3 separate regions of the Mus musculus genome follow, and regions 2 and 3 are each linked to region 1. A link is a contact called in public HiCAR-type data. All regions are on one chromosome and are shown on one strand. Each heading gives the region's core, a stretch centred on a gene start, on an enhancer-like site or on the middle of the called end of the contact. The rest is flanking DNA. Distances are from core to core; before and after follow the strand shown.

Region 1 (3,952 bases), core at 727-3,226:
GTATAATAAAGATAAAGTAAGCCATGGTAAGTAAGCCAGGAAGCGTGGCTTCTCTGTCAGTCTCCTGCCTTGGCTTCCAAGATGTAGGCTAAAGCAGCTCCAACCCCAGGTTTGCTTTCATCGGTGTTTTCATAACAGCCATAGAAAGAAAACTAGAACAGTGTCCTAATTAGGTTCACTGTGGCCAAGATGCAACATCCCAGGCAACAGCAAGCCGGGGAGGAAGAGGATATTTGGCTCGCACTTCCACATCACAGTCCATCATTGAAGGACGTAGGGACAGGAGCTCAAGCAGGACAGGGACCACAGGGCAGGAGCTGATACAGAGGCCACGGTGGAGCGCTGCTTAGTAAGGCTTGCTTAGCTTACTTATAGAATCCAGGGCTAATTTGTGTTTGTGGGTCGCCAAAACAAGAGGAACTGTATTAAAGGGTCACAGTATTAGGAAGGTTGAGAACCACTACAAACACAGCCCAGTCGTATGAAGGCACTTTCTCAGTTGAGCTTCCCTCCTCTCCAGTGACTCCAGCTTGTGCCAAGTTGACATAACACTATCCAAACGAACACTACTTGGTAGTAATTAGTGCCTTGCAGGGAGCCACTTCCACTAGGGAAAGCTGACTGCCTTCCCCTCAATACAGCCCGCCCTCCCGTCCTCAGTGACATGTACCTTCCTCATGAGCCCAGTCATTTCTTCCTGGACCCTCCTGCTAAATCTGTTGTTGCTACACCATCTGACCACAAGGCTGAGGTTCTGTGAGTGGACTTCTTTTTTCTTTTCCAGACACAGTTTCTTTGTGTAGCCCCAGCTGTCCTGGAACTCACTCTATAGACCAGTCTGGCCTCGAACACAGAGATTAGCTTGCCTCTGCCTCCCAAGCGCTGGAACTAAAGGCATGCGCCACCACTGCAGAGTGAGTGGCCATTTGAGATGAGCAGATCCATGGCCAGTGTACCTGACTGTTGTTAACACATTATGCTGCTTGTTTGCAGTTCGGGAGCAAGGGTCAGGGCAGCAAGCAACTACAAATTGTTTGTTCAGAGTTATTGTGGATGGGAGGCTCTGGGGAAGAAAGCTGCTGTTTTTAATTGCTGGGAGAATTTTGCTTCCCCTGGGACAGGCCCTCTGGGAATCATAACTGATGTTCCCTCCTTCCACTGGGCTCAGGATGCCCACAGTTAAACCGGTAACAGACATGTAGTGGGAATACCTCGGGTTTTTTTTTTTTTTTTTTTTTTTTTTTTTTTTTTTGTGTGTGTGTGTGTTCTTCATATGAATCCATGTAATTTACCCAATAGCACTTTTTGAAGGTTTAGCATGATCTAATAAAACAGCTTCACCTGATTTACCAACTGGGTCGGGTAGAGGCCGTCAGTCTTGTCAGTTCTCTGATTTGTAATGTGTTGATAGTTCGCAAATACTGGCTGTTGATATAAACTTAGGCCCAGTGCCTCACTCATCCCCACCCTCAAGGAATGGAGGCTGAACTTTGACTTGATCAGGCTATCCACCTCCCTCACCCTCTCTGCTCCCTCCCCCCCAATACTTTCCCAGCCCCTCACTACTCTGCCCCTGTCCCTGTATGTCCCTAGCACAGCCCCTCTCACCTCCCCAGTTCACTCTAGTTCTGCAGCCCAGGTCTCTCCATCTCCAGAGCACACCTTCAATCTCCTGGCTCACCTTTCCCCCAGCCCCTCTTGGAAAAGCCAGCCTCCTGAGACCAGACAGTGACCTCTCTTCCAATGCCATCTTCAGTCCTGCCTGCCCTTTCCATTCCTGTAGCCTCTCTTTACCCGAGGCACCCTCTCCATGGTCCTGGCGCCCCCAGATGCTACCCAGCCTGCTGCATCCTTCCACCTCTAGCGCATCCCTCTCCTGCATCCTTCCTTGCCCCGCACACCCGCTCCGCCCTCAGCCCCCCTCCTGCAGCGCACGCGCACTCCACACTCCCGAAGCCTCGCTTCCGGCCGGGGCGGGGCCTGGCGCGAGCCGGGCGCGGGCGCCGGCCATGCTCATCACGCTGTGCTACCTGTACCTGTGGGCGCGCTGGGGGCGCCGGCCGGCCGCGCTGGTGCTGTCCACGGTGCGGCGGCTGCGTGCTTCGCGCTGCTCCTTCACCTTCTGCCGCGCGGCCGCGCAGCCCAGGGACGCGCGCGTGTGCCTGAGCCAGGGCGGCCGCGTCTTCTGCGTCGGCGAGAGCCAGGTGGGCGGCGGGCGGGGTCGCCGCGTGGACGGGGCTCGGCTGCAGCTCGGCTCGCACAGCCCACGCGTGCACGGGAGCCCGGGAAGCCCTGCTGTGACCTGTGGGCCGCGGGCCAGCTGCCCCTCCCTGGTGTCTCCGGTCCTGCAGCTGCAGCAGGCACATCCCGGACATCCCTCGTGGCACCTAGTGTTCCCGTGGGCTAGCTTCTGGTCCTGTCGGAGGGTGATGGCCGCTGCCCCTCACTGGGAAGGGGGCACTCTGGCCGTTTGCACAGGTCGGCTGCAGGCAAGGGACCTGACTTCACAGTGCACTTCCTACCATACACTTCTGGACACACTTGTTTCCGTGAACACCATTCAGTGTTTTGCTTTTCAGCCGTCTCTGCCCTTTCCGCTTCCTTCTGGAAATCTGCCTCACTTTCAGCACTAAACTGAGAGTTTTTTTTCCCCCGTAGATGTCAAACCCTAACACCGATACGAGAATCATAATCTTACTTCAGGGTGAATATTTTTGTCAAGCTGCTTAGTAATGAGGATGGAATCGTGCTTCTAGGGAACTAACAAAGAAAGCACTCTAAGAAACACCGTGTGGGGATTGAGGATGGTTCAGTGGTTAAGGACACTTGTTGCTCTTGCAGAGCATCCATGTCTAGTTAGTTCCAAGTCCCCACATGGTGGCTCCTAACCATCTGTGACTCCAGTTCCAGAGAGTCCAAGGAATGCAGATGGCGCACGTACACACGTGGGGGCGGGACAGCTGTACACATAAAATTAAATGAATCTAAAGAAGAATACAGTGTGAATTACACACCGAGATCTCTCAGGCTTCCCAAGCTTACAGCTGTAGGAATAGACATGACTAGTACCACCTGGCGCAAGGAAGGTGCAGTGCACACAGATCTGCCCCTCTTAGAATATCTGGGCTCAGTTCTCTTAAACCATTTAAGAGACATCACAAAGAATAATCACCAATGGTGGACTTTTCCACTGTGGCAGTCTCTAAGCTGATTATTTAAAACAAAGCCTTTATTTAAAACAAAGTCTTTGAGGTTTATATCAGAGTAGAGAATTTGCCAAAGATAATTTCTTCGATACTTTGAACATGTTCATGACCTTGGTTTTCTAACTATGCTAACTCAGTTACTTGGCTCTTCCCTGCTTCAGAACCCCAAGTAGGGCACAGCCTTATGGGTATCTGTGCCTCATTGCACTCCTGCTTGTCCCTCAACCCTAGCTTTGCCCACACATCCTTACTGTGTCTTTCTAGATTCAGGGCTGTGACTCTTCTGCTCTGGGTGTCCCTTGATTTTAGTAGACTAAAACCTTTTAAAATCAAATTACAATCCTTCCAGAAATCTGAAAATGATTGAAGTAGATTTTCAAGGTTGCTAGCACACCTAAAATAAGATATGAACACCTGAGGAATGCTCAGTCCCCAGTATAAACGTGGTATTTGCATTCGGTGTGGGTCCTCCTGTGTTTGAGTCATCTCTTGGTTACTTCAATACCTGATGCAGGGCAAAAGCTGTAAATGGTTATCATAGAGTGTGGTTTGGGGGTCAATGACAAGAACAAAAGTAAAATTATTTGTACAGATAATTATTTTTTTGTTTGAACCCAGGGATGTAAAACTCACAGGTAAAAATGGCCAGACACATCTTATTGGCTAACCTCTAAACCACTCTTAAAAACTCCGATGAATTCCTGACTGGGTGCATATTTCCTTTAAAGCATGTCTGTTGGCATGTC
Region 2 (3,952 bases), core at 666-3,165, 460 kb after region 1:
TTCTTAGTCTCTCTTAAGAGCTACTTACCATCAACTCTGTATTTGACCTAGCATCCCTTTGCTAGGTAAAACTCTCAAATGTATTGTTGGGCCCAGCAAAGATCTGCCTGCTTGCTACCTGACCCCTCCAGCCAGTACTTCTGCAAATGTACTCATCTATGCATTTATTTTGTTGTATGATTTAGGACTTCTATAAGGCTGGGGATACAGCAACATAAAGAACATTTGCCTGGCAATCAGGAAGTCAGCCACTTGTTGGGTAACCCAAGACACACACTCACCACCACCGCCACCCCCATTACTCACAGGAATCTAAATCCTGTTCCAGGACCTTAGTCACTCATAATTGACACAGGATAATTTCTATCACTATCCTGGGAATAAGAACTCTTTTGGCGCCGGGCAGTGGTGGCACATGCCTTTAATCACAGCACTCGGGAAGCAGAGGCAGGCGAATTTCTGAGCTCGAGGCCAGCCTGGTCTACAGAGTGAGTTCCAGGACAGCCAGGGCTACACAGAGAAACCCTGTCAACAAACAAAAGAGCAAACAAACAAACAAAAGAGCACAAATTGCTCTTACAGAGGACCAGGATTCAGTTACCAGCACCCCATGGGCCAACTCATAACTAGCAGTGAGGGTTCAGAAGTCCTCATCTTCAGGTGCATAAGACACACACACACATAAACTGTGTGGGGGGAAACCGTACTAACAGGCAATTTAAAACAAAACATAACAAAAAATGTGAAGAATACTCAACCTCACAAAAAAAAAAAAAGGCAGACGCGATAAAACTAGGTAACACTTCATGCACACTTGGGGCTATCACATCCCAAATGACGGAAGTAGCCTAATGAATGGACGGAGACCTGCATTCTTGAAGAGCACCTACGGGAGGTGCTTTAACCTCCGGAAATCCTTACCGCTCGCCAACGAAATTACATAACACAGTAGTACCGCTTTTTTTGCCTTTGAGACAGGACTTCCCCTTGTCTCCCTAAATTGTCCTAGAATTTGCCTGCTTCGGTCACCCGAGCGCTGGGGATGCCAGGCATGGGCCACCGCAGCCATCCTTCAAACATCAAGGAAGTAACTTTCCCCGCTTAAGACCTCAGGGCCGGCAGAGAATAAAACTTTGCAGGAATCATCAGGTGAAGCCACGCCCACAATGTTTTGGACCCGAAAGTGTAAGTCCTTTTCTGCGACCACTCCCAGCCACCTCCAAAGGGTTTGCCACCAATGGGCTCGGCCCGAAAAGGCAGGGGCATGCCAAGCAAGCGGAGGAGATGAGTCCTAGCCTCCGCTCCTCCGAGCCGGGACCGACAGGGACGGACGCGTGCAGGAACCGCGCTGCACCGCAGCCCACGCCGCCCCGACGAGGCCCGGCGGCTGCTCCCGGGGCGGGCGGGTCGCGGAGGGCGCGGCTCCCACAACAGCTGTCGGGCGCCGCAGAGCCGGAGGGAGGGAGGGAGGCCGCCTCGGCTTGCCCCGAGATGCCGCGAGCGCACCGGCCGCGCGTTACAGCCGCTCCTCCGAGCGAGGAGACATGGCGGCGGACCCTTGGCCCCGCCGCGACCTCCCGGCCGCCGCGCCAGCCCTTGAGTCGCCGCCGCCCACTGCCACCTCCTGGCTGGCCCGCCTGCCCGCCCTCCTGGGACCCGGCCCGCTCCTCCCCTCGCGGCTGCTCACCGCGCTGAGGCGGATCCCGGTGGGTGGCTGCGCCGCCATCTTGAGTGAGCTACAAAGCCAGGACCGGCCTCGGCCGCAGCCCGACTGGGAGGCTACGAGTCCGCCGCGGGCTTCAACGCCCCGCCCACTTCCGGGGCGGAACCGACAACACCAGGCCACACCCACTCATTTCCGCCTCGGGCAAAGGCGAATTAGGATTCTCAGCAGAGGCTTGCCCGAGCGGGCCTGACCTGCTGCGCGCGCAGGACCCAGGCGTTGGGCGCATGCGTAGGTGAGCGGGCGGGCGCGAGCTCCTCGCCTCGCGTAGCTGGACCTTGAGATTGAAGATTGGCGCGAAGAATGATGTGTAGAAGCTAGGCAAACTCTGATGAAAATCGCACTGCAAAAGTGTAATCCATGGCCGCTGGTAATGATGTTACTGGAATCTTACAGGACAAAATGAAGAAAATAATTACTTTTTGGGTTTGCCTGAAAATCATCAGCTTTTATCCTGGTAGTGGTAGCGCACGGACACGTTAATTCAGTGTGTGTGGAGCCCGGTACTGCAGCGAGTAGCATGTAGAAATTAGTCAAGAAAGGGATGCTAAATAGTACAAGTAAAGAGAAGGTTAAAAGATTTGCAAGAGTATTTACTGCAGTCTTAACGATAGTCATATTTTTATTTATAAAAGTTCAGACGGGCAGTGGTGGCGCACGCCTTTAATTCCAGCACTTGGAAAGCAGAGGCAGGCAGATTTCTGAGTTCAAGGCCAACCTGGTCTACAAAGTGAGTTCCAGGACAGCCAGGGCTACACAGAGAAACCCTGTCTCGAAAAAAAAAAAAAAAAAAAAACAACAAAAACAAAAAAAAACTAAACAAAACGAAAAAAAGTTCAGTTCATCTTCTGCTGATAAACAATTTAGTATCCTTTATTATAGACCGCTGTCTATTAAACACTACAGTATGGGATGGATCCTCTCCTTTTCCTACACGTCAACTGTGTTTTCTCTTCATATTTTAACTGTAGGCTTGTAAAAACTTAAATACTTTTAAATTAATAAGGGGATGTAAAATTAAAACCTGTGGTATTCACTGTTTTTAAGAGTGAATAAGAGGCACAAGATAAGCAAAACTGGTGTCTAGTCTTGCAGAACAGGTGGCTGTCAAGACAGTTGAACCATGATGGCCGGTCAGTGAGCCGTGCAGTCAACCTAGAGAGTGTCAGCAGCCCAGGCTGCGCAAATTCTCCACTGAACTGCAAATAGCTTAGTCTAGAAACTCCCCTGTGGATTTGACCAGAGGTTTGTTCCCATGGGGATTCTAAATCTTGTCAAGTTGACAGGATTAACAAGCAGGTCAGCCTTGTTTTCCTGTTTCATCCGAGTCTGGTTGTCTTTGCGGGGAAAACAGTGCCTAGGGTGGGACAAATACTTGTTCATCAGGGAAGAGGATTCCCCACGGGATGCAGCTGAGGAAAGCCTGTCTCGCCACATTTTCTTGAGATCCACATAATCGCTTTGTTTTTCTTTTTGAAAGAGAGCCTCCTGTAACCCAGGCTGGTCTGCTTTGTACTTGAGGTTGACAAACTCCTGACCCTCTTGCCTCTATCTCCTAAATCCTGGGATTATAGATGTGAATCACTACCACACCTCCCTGCAGTATTTTGTTTGTTTATTGTTGTTAAACACACGTAAACTTCACCTTTTAAAGGTCAGATTAGGGGCGTTCAGTGTGTTCCCACAATGGAGGTCAATGCAGCCATCCATCTTCCACTCTCCCCTTTCGGCCCCTAATGACTACCATGCAACTCTGCATGGATTTAAGTGAAATCATGAAATATGTAGTGACACGTGGTAGGCTTTTTCTCTCCCTTGGTGAGGCAGATATAGGCCAATTTAGATCAGATTAAAAGTAAATAAAGACAGGTTGATTAGGAGGCAGCTCTTGGGTGGGTTCAGTGATCTAAGCCGCACATCCAGGGTAAAGCAAGGGGGTTTATGGGTCTTGTGCGCGGGGTGATGACGTCTGGGATTGTGCCTATACATAGTCAAAAAGACCCCGTGTGTGGGCAGCTCCCAGTCAGAGTGATGACATGTTAGTCTGGAGTTTTTTTCTTAAATCGCAGGGGGAGTTTTCTCTGTGTGGGCGGGGTCAGGGGAAGGAGGGCAGACAGGGTTTCCCAGGTTGTGCAGGGGCTGAGCAGGGGTTCCAGCCTAACAACTAGTTTATCAAATTTAGCGTAATGACTTCATATCAGGACATGTCTCAGAAATCGACTCTTTTTT
Region 3 (3,952 bases), core at 950-3,449, 380 kb after region 1:
TTTCTAACAGATTGGTGTGATTTGGGGGGGGGGGTACATTTGTAAGTACATGTGTGCAAGAAGAGAGGGAGGACCCAGCTCTGGCTGGAGAAATAAAAGGAGACCCTGGGAACGCAGAGGCCCCAGGAGTAAGTTCTCAGACTGCTGTGGAAACCACATACCCAGCTGTGACTTAGGCTGAGCCAACCAGAAAGGTGTGACATTGAGCACTGAGCAGCCAGCTGCACCTCACCTCTCTGTGCCCCTGTGCGGGCTGGGTTTATGTCAACTTGACAAGAGTCATCTAAGAGGAGCAAGCCTCAATTTTAAAAATGTCTCCATGAAGCCGGGCGTGGTGGCACACGCCTTTAATCCCAGCACTCGGGAGGCAGAGGCAGGCGGATTTCTGAGTTCGAGGCCAGCCTGGTCTACAAAGTGAGTGCCAGGACAGCCAGGGCTACACAGAGAAAACCTGTCTCGGAAAACAAACAAACAAACAAACAAACAAACAAAAAATGCCTCCATGAGATCCAGCTGTAGGGCATCTTTTTAGTGAGCAATGCAGGTGGGCCCAGCTCTTTGTGGGTGATGTCACGTGCCCTCCCCCAACCTTGAGTGGGCTGATTCAGACCTTGTGTTTGCCACAGCCGGGGTGGAGTCTTCCGACCTAGCTAAAGTCTATTGTCTGCCACACCTGCAGCTTCCTGCAAGAAGCCACTACCTGCAGAGCAGCCTCAGCTGGCTGCCCTGCCGAGATCCTGACAAGGGAACAAGATCCTGGCATATGGGGGATGGGTTTCCCCCCTTTTTGAGTTCAGACTCAAAAGTAAATATTGAGCCTTGATCAGAGAACTTTGTCTCGCTGTCCTTCCCATCCATCCACAGCTTTCCTTTTAGGAACCCAGGAGCCCGTGGCCACTGGCGGCTACAATGCCATCCCTGGGCTGGTGTTCCTGGGTTTTATAAAAAAGCAAGCTGAGCAAGCTAGGAAACAGCACCCCTCCATAGCCGGCCTCCAGGCTCCTCCTCCCTGAGAGAAGAACAAATGGGCCTCTCCTGGCTCCATGGTGTCTCTTGGGCTGCAGAGACAGTTCCCTCCACCCAGGATGGGGAGCTGGAAAGTCTGAAGGTCCCCTCTCCCCAAGGATGTTTAGCCTGGAAAAAAAGGCCAATAGAAGTGCAGGCAGCTGCGAGGGGCTGCGGAGGGAAGGGCCTGCTGTGTGAGAATCAGCAGCAGGCACAGATTGACCTACAAGTGCTTTGGGTCGTATGTATGCTCCAAGGGGCATCGGGATGTGGGGATTCTACTCAAGGTGACCCAGGAGGCCAACCAGCCGGACTCAGGCTACCATCTGCTCTCTGGTCCAGGCTGGTTTACCTCACTGAACCTCGCGCACTTGCTCAGTTCCCAGCACTGGCCCGAGTTGGTAGCTAATTTGGGAGGTTGAGTTGGAGAGTTTTTAGATGCAATTAAGGGTTAAATCCCTGGAGGTTAATGGTACCCACTGCCTCTGCAGAGGGTCCCAAGTTTAGTTCCCAGTTTCCCCCAAGGCAGCTCATCACCACCTGTAATTCCTGTTCCAGGAGATCAGACACCCTTTTCTAGCCTTCCTGGGCACCCATGTGATCCACATACATACATGCAGGCAAAACACTCATGCATAGCAAATATTCTTAAATTTTAAAATTCCTCAAGTCTGAGCAAGCCATCTGGTGCAAGCAAGCATGGCGCTTTGGAACTGCTCCAGCTGCTGAGGGCTGAATTCACCCCTCCCCAGCCCCCGTCCAGGCAGGAGCAGAGCCTGCAGCAGCCGCCTGTTCACTACCAACCTACCCAGGTCTGTGTACACCCTTATCAACAGTTCTGTGGAGTCCCTCGGGTAGTTACATCTGGATGTGTTATGGAGTTACGGAGGCCAAAGATCCCACTTGCCCTTCAGTGGGGTGTCCTCCAGTTACCGCGCAGCTCCCCTAAGGGTAGCAAGCTCTCAATGCTGGTTGCCCTGAAGAGTGTGCTGTGCCTGGCTCACCCACAGTACCTGACTCTGAACGAGTGAAACACAAATCCACACAGGAACTGATGTTATCTTGTTTTCTGAGCCCATCCCACTGTGATCCAAAGGTGCTGCCACCAGATCCACAACTCTAGACAAGGGCAGGCTCAGACGGAGGGTCAAGCAAGGCAGCCAACCATCAAGCCCTCTGAGCGGAGTCAGTGGGCACAGTGACCTCCAGTGGCCATTGGAAGCACTGCATGCTCTCACTTGAATTTCTCATTTGTAGGACAGATGGCCCCTGTCTTCTCCTAGCCCTCCTCTCTACCAAGAGTGTAAAGTCTGTCAAGTGAAGGGATTAGGGTGCAGAGCAGGTTTCCCAGTCTCAGAAACTCATCCAAAAGAGGCCTTTGCCTAGCATAATACGCAGAGACCCATGGGAAGGGGTGACTGAACAAGGGCATGCAGGCTGCTACAGCGAAGTCAGCACACACACTTTTTCTATGTGAACCAATTCATGAGTGTTTATTTGGCCACCATCACCAGCCTTCGAGCTTTGGCCTTGCCTCCTCTGCACGCAGGTGCATAGCAGGCTCAGACAGTCTTGGAAGAGTCATCAGGGGCCAGGTTTTGGGCATCTCCTTCACGTTCCTCAAGCCTGGGTCTCTTCAGTTCAGGAGGCTCCTCCGGTGGCTCCCCAGGAGCCTCTGAAACATTGACAGACTTAAGGTTAGCAAGCAGGGAGGGCTTCTGTGAGTCAGGGTGACATGAAATAAGGAGGCAAGTGGGGCTGGAGAGATGGCTCGGCGGTTAAGAACACTGACTGCTCTTCCAAAGGTCCTGAGTTCAAATCCCAGCAACCACATGGTGGCTCACAACCACCCGTAATGAGATCTGATGCCCTCTTCTGGTGTGTCTGAAGACAGCTACAGTGTACTTACATATAATAAATAAATAAATCTTTAAAAAAAACACACACACACACATTAAAAAAAAAAAGGCACAAGTGGCCCAGTGAGACGCTGACTACAGCTAGGAGGAATAATGGATCTACACAGCTGGTTCTCGTGTCAAGAGACAGACGTCTGCGACACTGAGGATGTGACAGGGTAAGAGGTAGGTAGCATCAGTGTGTAAGAAGTGGCTGTTCTTCCAAAGGTCCTGAGTTCAATTCATGGCAGTTCACAACTGTCTGTAATTCCATTTCCAGGGGATCTGAAACCCTCATACAGACATACACGAACACCAGCATTTAAAATAAACAAATAAATAAATAGGTGGCATCAGGGATGCTATTAATCCCTCTACAACACTAATCATCTGCCCCAAACACAAGCTGTCATGAAGTGGGGAGACCCATCCCTCCAGAAACCACGACTGCTCAGTGCACAGGGTTACTTTCCTACGTTTGTCCAAAGGACGGTCCCAAAAAGACAGTCTGGCCTTCCGAGAGCTGACCTAAAGTCAGGTGTGTGTTAGCTTCCAGAAGAATACATCTCTAAACCCTCCCTTACCTGGCTGGACCTCTTCTGTGGAGGGGGCGGTCCCGCTATTGGGCTGTGGATTTGGCACAGTGTCTGTTTTCAATGGTGTTAAATTTATTCTCCTGGATTAAAAAGAATAAAAGGTTGGATCGCTCATTAGTGTCCGAGGAGCCGTTTAGGTACGAAGCCAAGGTTCAAAGCTGTAAAGAGAGAGAGCTACTCATTTCCCTGCAGAGCATATCACGCATGGCCTTCAGTGTCCTCCGCCTGCCCAGAAAGGACAGCATGGAGGTGGGAGGCCGCATCACAGCCACAGTCAATGTTCACCACACCCAGTCACACTCAGAAGCTGAGCTCTGCTGAGGAGTCCAGTACATACCTTGCTGAATGCGGACCCAAACCACACTCAATCCCGTTTTAAATTTGGAGTTTGGCTTCCCAACAGCCAGTGTTTTTTTGTTTGTTTGTTTGGTTGGTTTTGGTTTTTCGAGACAG

Evidence for each region. HiCAR-type assays count read pairs that join an accessible place to other places.
Region 2: a contact with region 1 is called in a HiCAR-type map of embryonic stem cells, with 2.5 times the contacts expected there. The contact joins the promoter of Morc3 here to the promoter of Hlcs in region 1. A contact is called at or near these places in 1 of 484 Hi-C or Micro-C datasets (embryonic stem cells), 1 of 115 datasets of contacts at active chromatin or transcription factors (embryonic stem cells) and 1 of 9 other capture datasets (embryonic stem cells).
Region 3: a contact with region 1 is called in a HiCAR-type map of embryonic stem cells, with 4 times the contacts expected there. The contact joins the enhancer-like site here to the promoter of Hlcs in region 1. A contact is called at or near these places in 6 of 115 datasets of contacts at active chromatin or transcription factors (craniofacial prominence, embryonic basal ganglia, embryonic hindbrain and 2 more) and 1 of 9 other capture datasets (liver).

The regions. Positions count from the first base shown.
Region 1 is chr16:94,288,315-94,292,266 of GRCm38.p6, reverse strand. It overlaps Hlcs (holocarboxylase synthetase (biotin- [propriony-Coenzyme A-carboxylase (ATP-hydrolysing)] ligase)), which reads left to right and starts at 1,976. Exons shown (of 11, transcript NM_001360045.1): 1 at 1,976-2,204. The coding sequence starts at 2,010.
Region 2 is chr16:93,830,084-93,834,035 of GRCm38.p6, reverse strand. It overlaps Morc3 (microrchidia 3), which reads right to left and starts at 1,915. Exons shown (of 17, transcript NM_001045529.3): 1 at 1,688-1,915. The coding sequence starts at 1,726. Gm30881 (a long non-coding RNA gene) reads left to right here and starts at 944. Exons shown (of 3, transcript XR_876266.3): 1 at 944-1,185.
Region 3 is chr16:93,904,633-93,908,584 of GRCm38.p6, reverse strand. Chaf1b (chromatin assembly factor 1, subunit B (p60)) reads right to left here. Exons shown (of 14, transcript NM_028083.4): 13 at 3,488-3,579; 14 at 2,479-2,680. The coding sequence ends at 2,568. Among named protein-coding and RNA genes, the nearest start is that of Chaf1b, 23 kb to the right of the region's middle. Within about 2 kb of position 2,199, at least 58 of the 459 cell types and tissues checked have an H3K27ac peak or open chromatin away from gene starts, as enhancers often do. A contact at or near this core is called in embryonic stem cells, where this site is marked.